2 separate regions of the Callithrix jacchus genome follow, and region 1 is linked to region 2. A link is a contact called in public Hi-C data. All regions are on one chromosome and are shown on one strand. Each heading gives the region's core, a stretch centred on a gene start, on an enhancer-like site or on the middle of the called end of the contact. The rest is flanking DNA. Distances are from core to core; before and after follow the strand shown.

Region 1 (4,619 bases), core at 411-2,910, 1.2 Mb after region 2:
TGGAACCCCGTCTCTACTAAAAACACAAAAATTAGCTGGGCATGGTGGTGTGCACCTGTAATCCCAGCTACTCAGGAGGCTGAGGCAGGAGAATTGCTTGAACCCAGGAGGCGGAGGTTGCAGTGAGCCGAGATCGCGCCATTGCACTCCAGCCTGGGTAACAAGAGTGAGACTCCGTCTCAAAAAAAAAGAAGTGGGAGTTAAACATTGAACATACATGGACATAACATGAAAACAATAGACTGCTAGAGGGGGAGGGAAGAGGGGCATGGCTTGAAAAACTACCTACTGGATACTATGTTCACTCCTGGGGTGCAATATACCCACGTAAAAACCTGCACAGGCACCTCCTGAATCTAAAATAAAAGTTGAAATTTAAAATGAATAATTAACTAAAATTGATCTTATTTTATATATATATATGTCTCCTGGGCACTAATTTCCAGAGTCAGCAGAGAAAATAGGCTTAGGTGATTTAGAATGAAATATCTAGCCAAACACAATTTAGCCTTTGCCTATGTGGAACGTCCCTCAGGACAGTGCAAGGTCGCCCCTGTGAACATGCTCACCTGACAGATCTCCTATCACCTGGGGGGCAGGAGGCGGTCTTGGTAGAATCTATATTAACTTAGAGACTCATACGGTTTGGCAGTGTCCCCACCCAATTCTCATCTTGAATCATAGCTCCTGTCATTCCCACATGTTGTAGGAGGAACCCAGTGGGAGATAACTGGATCATGGGGGCAGTTTCCCCCATACTCTTCTCACCGTAGTGAATAAGTCTGACAAGATGTGTTGGTTTTATAAAGGGAAATCCCTTTCACTTGGTTCTCTTTTTTCTCCTGTGTGCCTTTAGCCTTCCGCCATGATTGTGAGGCCTCCCCAGGCACATGGAATTGTGAGTCCATTAAAGCTCTTTTCTTTATAAATTACCCAGTCTCCGGTGCGTCTTTATCAGCAGTGTGAAAACAGACTGATACACAGACCCAGCGGGAAGAGACCTCCAGCTCCTCATCTCTCAAGATGCAGGAAGTGAGCTGCCCAAGCCGCCTGTTCTCCAACGATGTGCATGTTTTTGGAGGATCAGTGTTAGCAGTGTTTGTGGGAGGCACTAGGAGGGCTCCCTGTAAGAAGTCCTGTAAGAAACACTGAGTGTGGCATGTGAATGAGAAGATGGCAGATATCGGAAATGTGTGGAGGAAACTGAAAAATAAAGACAACCGAAAGATTGAAACTACCCTTCAGGTAAAAGCAGCCTGACATCAGACATCCTTTTTTAGAGGATGTTTAACAAACACATCACGTTTTCAGGAAAACAATCTTTCGGCCTTATTAAATTTTGTGCAGACGCTCCTCTAAACAGTGATTTGCTGCCCCCTAGTGTTCACTTTTATGTAAAAAGTTTAACACACCCTGATTGGAGTCTCTCTTTCCTTTCCCTCTCAGCCTCTCCAAAAAAAAAAATCATCTCTTGACTGTCACTGCAATAACCAAAGCCAAATTAAATCACAAATTATGTTAAATTAAAGGCTATGGGTGTTCTTATCAACATAGAGTCCCTACATGACAGTTGTTTAGGACAGCAACATGCTATTTTTACCTCTCCAGCCACTACCCACTCCACTGCCGTTATCACTAAGGTGGGAAGGAATCCGAAGGACCCTAGGACAAAGCCAGAACAACAAAAGTCGCCCTTTCTGTCCCTCCAGCAGGGTCTTTTTAAGGAGAAGGCAACTCCTTATCTGAGGGAAGCCATTGGCTACCCCGGAGGTTTCCAAACTGGTACTGAGGGAGCAGTGTCTGAAATACAGGATCCTGAGTCTTAGCCCCAGCACTGTCTTCTATAACATTTTGTGTTTTTATGTACAAAAAGCCTTCTTGTATTGATTCTTTTTATTTGCATTTTAACAGTGTGCATATGTCATTCTATATGTAAATTAAAATAACTTATTTAAGAAAATGAACACTATGGTATTTCTTCTTGGACACCAAATTCAAATATTTTTATATATGCTGCACCGTTAGGCAATGATGATACTGGGGCTTTCTTTGAAGCCAGGGAATTTTCAAACCGTGGAAAGCTCTTTGGCCCCCTCTGCTGGTGAGTGATGCACTTGTAAAAGAATATCAAAGTTCACTGCTGGCGCCTTAGCTTACTTAGAACCTCACCTAAGCTGGCAAGCATTTGTTGGGGAGTTTCATTTCTATGAAAGATCGCGCTAACCTCTCCGGGTGTGTTCTACATTTACTGCCTAAGTCAGAGGAAGAGCCATTTCCACTTTATGTTTCTGTAAATTCCAAAGGCCTTTTCTTTCCTCAGCCAATATTTTCATAAGTTCAACCAATATCTTTTCTGAAACTCAGAGATGCCTTTCTCTCTTGCTGGAACTATAAATAAAACACCAAATACAGGTTGAGCATTCTTTATTCGAAATTATTGGGACTGCTTGGGATCAGAAGAGCTTGGGATTTCAAAACTTTTCAGGTTTCGGAATTCTTGCTTTACACTAGCTGAGCATCCCCAGTGGGAAAATCTGAGATGCCCCACGGAACATTTATTGTATGCTGGTCAGCATGCGAAAACTTTCATATTTGGGATCTTTTTGGATTTCAAATTTTGAGACTACGCATACTTAATATGTAGTAAATTTGTGACTTTTTCTTGCTTATAAGGTAAGTTCCGGAGGACAGAAACAAGCTCTCTGAAGACTCTCATTAATTTTTGCTGCCAAAGCTACCTTCTCCACCTCATGCTCAGCTGAGAGGGCTCCCTGGAGAAAGCCAGGACAGGTGAAAATGCACGTATTTCTTCCACACATTTGAAGAACAAAGGGAATTCAAAGCACTTTTATGGATTTCTTCGTTTTTTATACTTATTACAAAAGTAAGACATGCCTGCTTTAAATTAGACAATAATTTTTAAAATACCCTTCAGATTATAAAATGTAAATTGTCATAGCCTCTTTTAAAGGTAATAATACAGAATATACTGTATTGTTTTTAGTTGCATTTTAGGTTTGGGGGTACATGTGAAGAACATGCAAGATAGTTGCATAGGTACACACATGGCAGTGTGATTTGCTGCCTTCCTCCCCTTCACCTGTATCTGGCATTTCTCCCCATGCTATCTCTCCCCAACTCCCCACCCCCCGCTGTCCCTCCCCTATTCCCCCCAACAGACCCCAGAGTGTAGTGCTCCCCTCCCTGTGTCCATGTGTTCTCATTGTTCAACACCTGCCTATGAGTGAGAACATGCGTTATTTCATTTTCTGTTCTTGTGTCAGTTTGCCGAGAATGATGGTTTCCAGGTTCATCCATGTCCCTACAAAGGACATGAACTCATCGTTTTTGATTGCTGCATAATATTCCATGGTGTATATGTGCCACATTTTCCCTGTCCGGTCTATCATCGATGGGCATTTGGGTTGATTCCAGGTCTTTGCTATTGTAAACAGTGCTGCAATGAACATTCGTGTGCATGTGTCCTTATAGTAGAACGATTTATAGTCCTTCGGCTATATGCCCCGTAATTGGATTGCTGGGTCAAATGGAATTTCTATTTCTAGATCCTTGAGGAATCATCACACTGTCTTCCACAATGGTTGAACTAATTTACACTCCCACCAGCAGTGTAAAAGTGTTCCTATTTCTCCACATCCTCTCCGGCATCTGTTGTCTCCAGATTTTTTAATGATCACCATTCTAATTGGTGTGAGATGGTATCTCAATGTAGTTTTGATTTGCATTTCTCTAATGACCAGTGATGATGAGCATTTTTTCATGTTTGTTGGCCTCATGTATGTCTTCTTTTGTAAAGTGTCTGTTCATATCCTTTGCCCACTTATGAATGGGCTTGTTTGTTTTTTTCTTGTAAATCTGTTTGAGTTCTTTGTAAATTCTGGATATCAGCCCTTTGTCAGATGGGTAAACTGCAAAAATTTTTTCCCATTCTGTTGGTTGCCAATTCACTCTAATGACTGTTTCTCTTGCTGTGCAGAAGCTGTGGAGTTTGATTAGGTCCCATTTGTCTATTTTGGCTTTTGTTGCCAATGTTTTTGGTGTTTTGGTCATGAAGTCCTTGCCTACTCCTATGTCCTGAGTGGTTTTGCCTAGATTTTCTTCTAGGGTTTTCATGGTGTTAGGTCTTATGTTTAAGCCTTTAATCCATCTGGAGTTAATTTTAGTGTAAGGTGTCAGGAAGGGGTCCAGTTTCTGCTTTCTGCTCATAGCTAGCCACTTTTCCCAACACCATTTATTAAACAGGGAATCCTTTCCCCATTGCTTGTTTTTGTCAGGTTTATCAAAGATTGTATGGTTGTAGATATGTTGTGTTGCCTCCAATGCCTCTGTTCTGTTCCATTGGTCTATATCTCTGTTTTGGTACCAGTACCATGCTGTTTTGATTACTGCAGCCTTGTAGTATAGTTTGAAGTCCAGTAGTGTGATGCCTCCCGCTGTGTTCTTTTTACTTAGAATTGACTTGACTATGCAGGCTCTCTTTTGGTTCCATATGAAGTTTAAGGTAGTATTTTCCAGTTCTGTGAAGAAGGTCATTGGTAGCTTAAATTACTTTGGGCAGTATGGCCATTTTCACGTTATTGATTCTTCCTAACCATGAA
Region 2 (4,183 bases), core at 1,113-3,612:
TAAAACTGAAAGCCTTCAAAATCTTATAAAGTAGGTTTGCATAAATCTGGGGAGCAAAGGTCACCCCTAGGTTTATGAATAAAGAGGATGATTACGTAATTCTGAATTCCCACTCCTAATCCCCACCCCCTTACTCCATCCCTGACAATCTTGGGATTAACGTCTATTGTCACTTATGAGAAACATGCCCAGACTTGCCCTGTACTCTTTAAAGAATTAAAAACAGAAGCCACAGAAAGCACTTTTCCTTTCTCTATAATGGCAAAGACTTTCCCTTTCTCCTCTGTAACGGCAATGAGCCTCGTTTCCACATTATGCTGGAAGTATTTGAGACACAGTATCTTTGTAAATGTTTGATTCATGTTGATACCACGCACGCCTAAATTTGACAGTGGACTGCAGGAACCCTTTTTGTACATACCTTCCAGGGATCCAATAATCTGATATTCCAAATGTCTCTGGAATTTTGCTTCTAAAAACTGTTTACCATATCTTGTTAACATAGATAAAAAGATTCAAGTGTGCTAATTAAACTAACTTCGATGATCTACTAAAAATATAGTTAAATTCTCCAAATCTCATCTATAAAATGGGAATAATAATGTAGGAGACCAGAACCTGCCACTCCAAATATGGCTCTGGGATAAGGATTATTTAGAGATAATTATTTTGAGAACTAGCCGACCCAGGAGATGCTCTAAAAAATGGCATATTACCCTTTTGTAAGGGAAACTTACATTTACTAAAACAAAAACAAAAACAAAACCCATAAAACTACATTTGTAAGAGTGTCTTCTCTGTACCAGGAGGAAAAGTTTGACTCTAAATCATGAAAAACTCTTTTGTCAGTGAAGAAATAAGAAACCCCACTCCTATTTACTATACATTTCCTGGTCATGCTTCCTTAACTTGCCCGCCCCATACTCTTTTCTTTTGGTTTAGCTAAAGATGGTATTTAAGCCCAATTTTCAGCAATTTCATGGGTTATCTCCCATGTATATAGGAGACATACATGTTAATAAACTTCCTTGTTTTCTTGTTAATCTGTCTGGTTACAGGGATCCAGGTCAACTTTGAAAGGTAGAAAATTATTTTTCCTTCCTTACAACATTTCTCACTCAGAATTGTTGTAGGATTAAGTAAGGCATTTCAAAATACTGCACAGTCCTCAATAAATGTAACACTATCATAATTAGAGTAAGAAAAATTAAACGTGTTCCTAGGTTAGTAAAACTGCACAGTAAATCTGGAAATAGAAAACTAAGCCGTGTTTGCATTCACTGGACTATGCTCCTCTCTTCATCCTCCCAATCCCCCATCCCAGGAAGTCTCGGATTGACTCTTCATGCGCCGGGGCAGCTCATGAGGCATCTCAACAGATGCATTCGGAAGAAGTCATAGATGACTCTGATTCCAAACTCTTAATCGGCATCGATTTTTAATACCAGTAACTGTCAAAGGCCTACAGTCCTCAACTGTGGCCCACTCCGACACCTAACAGCACTTCTGGAATATTCCACAAGATGCCGCCCTTGCTTTCCAATCTTCGGGCCACCGGCGGAGGACGCCTTGCCAGGGCGCCGACCTCGCTCTCCAGGGTTCAGGGCCTGACCTCGTACAGAGGCTCGCTTAAGGGGGATGGGCGGGGGTCTGACGGGCCTTGAGGGGGATCCTGGCACGGTGGGCCGATCGGCCCGGGATCCCAGCCTGCGGGCCGGAGTCCGCCCCAGCGCGATGCGGGAAGAGCTCGAATGTCCGGCTCCACGAACCGTGGCCTCTCCCCCGGCACGGCCTCTCGGCACTGCCCCTGATAGACACCAGCGAGCTCGTCACAGCGCCGCGGAGCAGCGGCAACCGAGTCCTGTCACATGGCCAGGGGAGGCCACGCATGCCCGTGCGGTGGGCTCCGGGCACCCTAACACCTAGACACAGAAGGCGCCGGGGGCGAGGCGGCCGGGAAGGGCTGCGCGGGGGAAGGGCTGCGTCTGCACCCGCGCCCAGCTCGCTAGGGTCACTGCACTGCCCCGCCACCCGGCGGCTGGGGCGGGGGTGGGGCCGGTCGCTTGACCTCGGATTTCTGTTTTTATCGCTGAGGCTCGGAGCCTTCGAAGAACGGGCGGCAGGACCCACAGACGCCCCTGATGGCCTCCTCGTGGCCGCGAGAACTCTCAGCGGCCGGAGTTCGAGGTGCGCGGCCCGGTTCGGAAGCTGGACCGGGGTGGCGGGACAGACCGGCTTCTCGGCCCTGCGCGCTCAGGGCGGCCGTGGGGCGGGGCGTCGGCCGTGACGCAATGTTGCGTTTCGAATCTCCGCCCCATTGTCGCCGGCTGGTATATAAGACTTCGAGCCTTCTCACTCGCACAAGTGGACCGGGGTGTCGGTTGCGCGTCGGCAGCAGAGGCAGGGGTGCGAGGGCCACGGCCGGTTCGGACGTGTGACCGCGCCTAGGGAGGGGACGGCAGCGGGCAGTGTGGGGCGGCGAGGCGACCATGGAGCTTTTGCGGACTATCACCTACCAGCCGGCTGCTAGCACCAAAATGTGCGAGCAGGCGCTGGGCAAGGGTTGCGGAGGGGACTCGAAGAAGAAGCGGCCGCCTCAGCCCCCAGAGGAATCGCAGGCGCAGCAGTCCCAGGCGCAGGTGCCGCCGGCGGCCCCGCATCACCATCACCACCACTCGCACTCGGGGCCCGAGATCTCGCGGATTATCGTCGACCCCACGACGGGAAAGCGCTACTGCCGGGGCAAAGTGCTGGGAAAGGTGACGAGCGGAGGGCGCCGGGCTGTCGGGCGGGCGGGAGGTCTGCCCGGGCGACCCCGAGCCGGGCGGGCCCGCGGGGTCCCGCGCCCGCGGCTTCCGGGTTTCTCGGGGGTCCGATCCCAGCGCGAGGTGGGCTCCTCACCTGTCCTGTGGCTTTTGTGCCCCGGCAGCGCAGGCGATCTCGGCTTTGCAATCAGCCTCAGAACTGTGTGCCTCCCGTAGCCCAGAGAAATGCATCTTGAAAGAAGCGAGGGCTTTTCTATTTCAGACCTCTGTCCCTCCACCTGCTCCCAGAGAATTTTCCTGACAAGTCTCATCAAACATTATTTTTCATGTCTCCCCGCTCCGACCCTCCATAAATCTCCCGTTTGTAAAGGAAAAAGAGAAACTGAACTTGCTGTTTCTAGCAATGCGTTTCTCTTCACGAGGGAGCTTCAACGGAGTAGAATGCATCCCTCTGTCCACTCTCCTCCATTCCTCTTTTTTTTTTGCTTTTCTTTCTTCCCATTTATTTATTTATTTAAAGTATCTGCCGTCCATTTTTGTGCCATACTCAATTCCATCTCGGCTTTGTTTCCTTTCAGGGTGGCTTTGCAAAATGTTACGAGATGACAGATTTGACAAATAACAAAGTCTACGCTGCAAAAATTATTCCTCACAGCAGGGTAGCTAAACCTCATCAAAGGGAAAAGGTGTGTATGACTCTTGAGTAAAGTATTTTCTTTGTGTGCACGGATGGCCCTTCCCTGTTAGGAAAATGTCTTCTGCCTGTGTAATCACTGGCTTTTCCGAGGTGACTGGAGGCTAACAAGCCCTACCTTGCTTTTTCATGTAGATTGACAAAGAAATAGAGCTTCACCGAATTCTTCATCATAAACATGTAGTGCAGTTTTACCACTACTTTGAGGACAAAGAAAACATTTACATTCTCTTGGAATACTGCAGTAGAAGGGTAAGTGTCAATTCCTATTTGAGGACATTTACTTTCCCTGAATTAACATGGCATTCAAACAGTATTTTATCTGGGATTTTAGCTGTGGCAGTACTCATACTGCAATGTTAACTTTCATTGCTCAACCTGCAAAGGGAAACCAGTGATTTTGATAACTGTTTGACAGCTTCTCTTTTTTCCTTCTCGTATCCCTAGTCAATGGCTCATATTTTGAAAGCAAGAAAGGTGTTGACAGAGCCAGAAGTCCGATACTACCTCAGGCAGATTGTGTCTGGACTGAAATACCTTCATGAACAAGAAATCTTGCACAGGGATCTCAAACTAGGTGAGTCCTTGACACCGAAAGCTGAGTTTTGTGTTAGAGATAGTTCTTTTTTCTCTCCCTCCTTTTTTTTAAACATATTAACGTTCTTAATTGGGATCTAGCGTCTGCAATTTAGCTTTTGAATGGGTGACTTTGATATAACAATTG

Evidence for each region. Hi-C and Micro-C count contacts between places; a contact is called where the count stands out from the background.
Region 1: a contact with region 2 is called in a Hi-C map of skeletal muscle, with 20 times the contacts expected there. The contact joins the enhancer-like site here to the promoter of PLK2 in region 2. A contact is called at or near these places in 3 of 3 Hi-C or Micro-C datasets (induced pluripotent stem cells and skeletal muscle).

Annotation. Positions count from the first base shown.
Region 1 is chr2:152,601,366-152,605,984 of calJac240_pri, forward strand. No RefSeq gene overlaps it. Among named protein-coding and RNA genes, the nearest start is that of GPBP1, 120 kb to the right of the region's middle. Within about 2 kb of position 1,661, at least 2 of the 16 cell types and tissues checked have an H3K27ac peak or open chromatin away from gene starts, as enhancers often do.
Region 2 is chr2:151,408,615-151,412,797 of calJac240_pri, forward strand. It overlaps PLK2 (polo like kinase 2), which reads left to right and starts at 2,363. Exons shown (of 14, transcript XM_002744937.6): 1 at 2,363-2,759; 2 at 3,344-3,451; 3 at 3,595-3,711; 4 at 3,907-4,036. The coding sequence starts at 2,490. LOC144581598 reads right to left here and starts at 2,700. Exons shown (of 3, transcript XR_013532633.1): 1 at 422-2,700.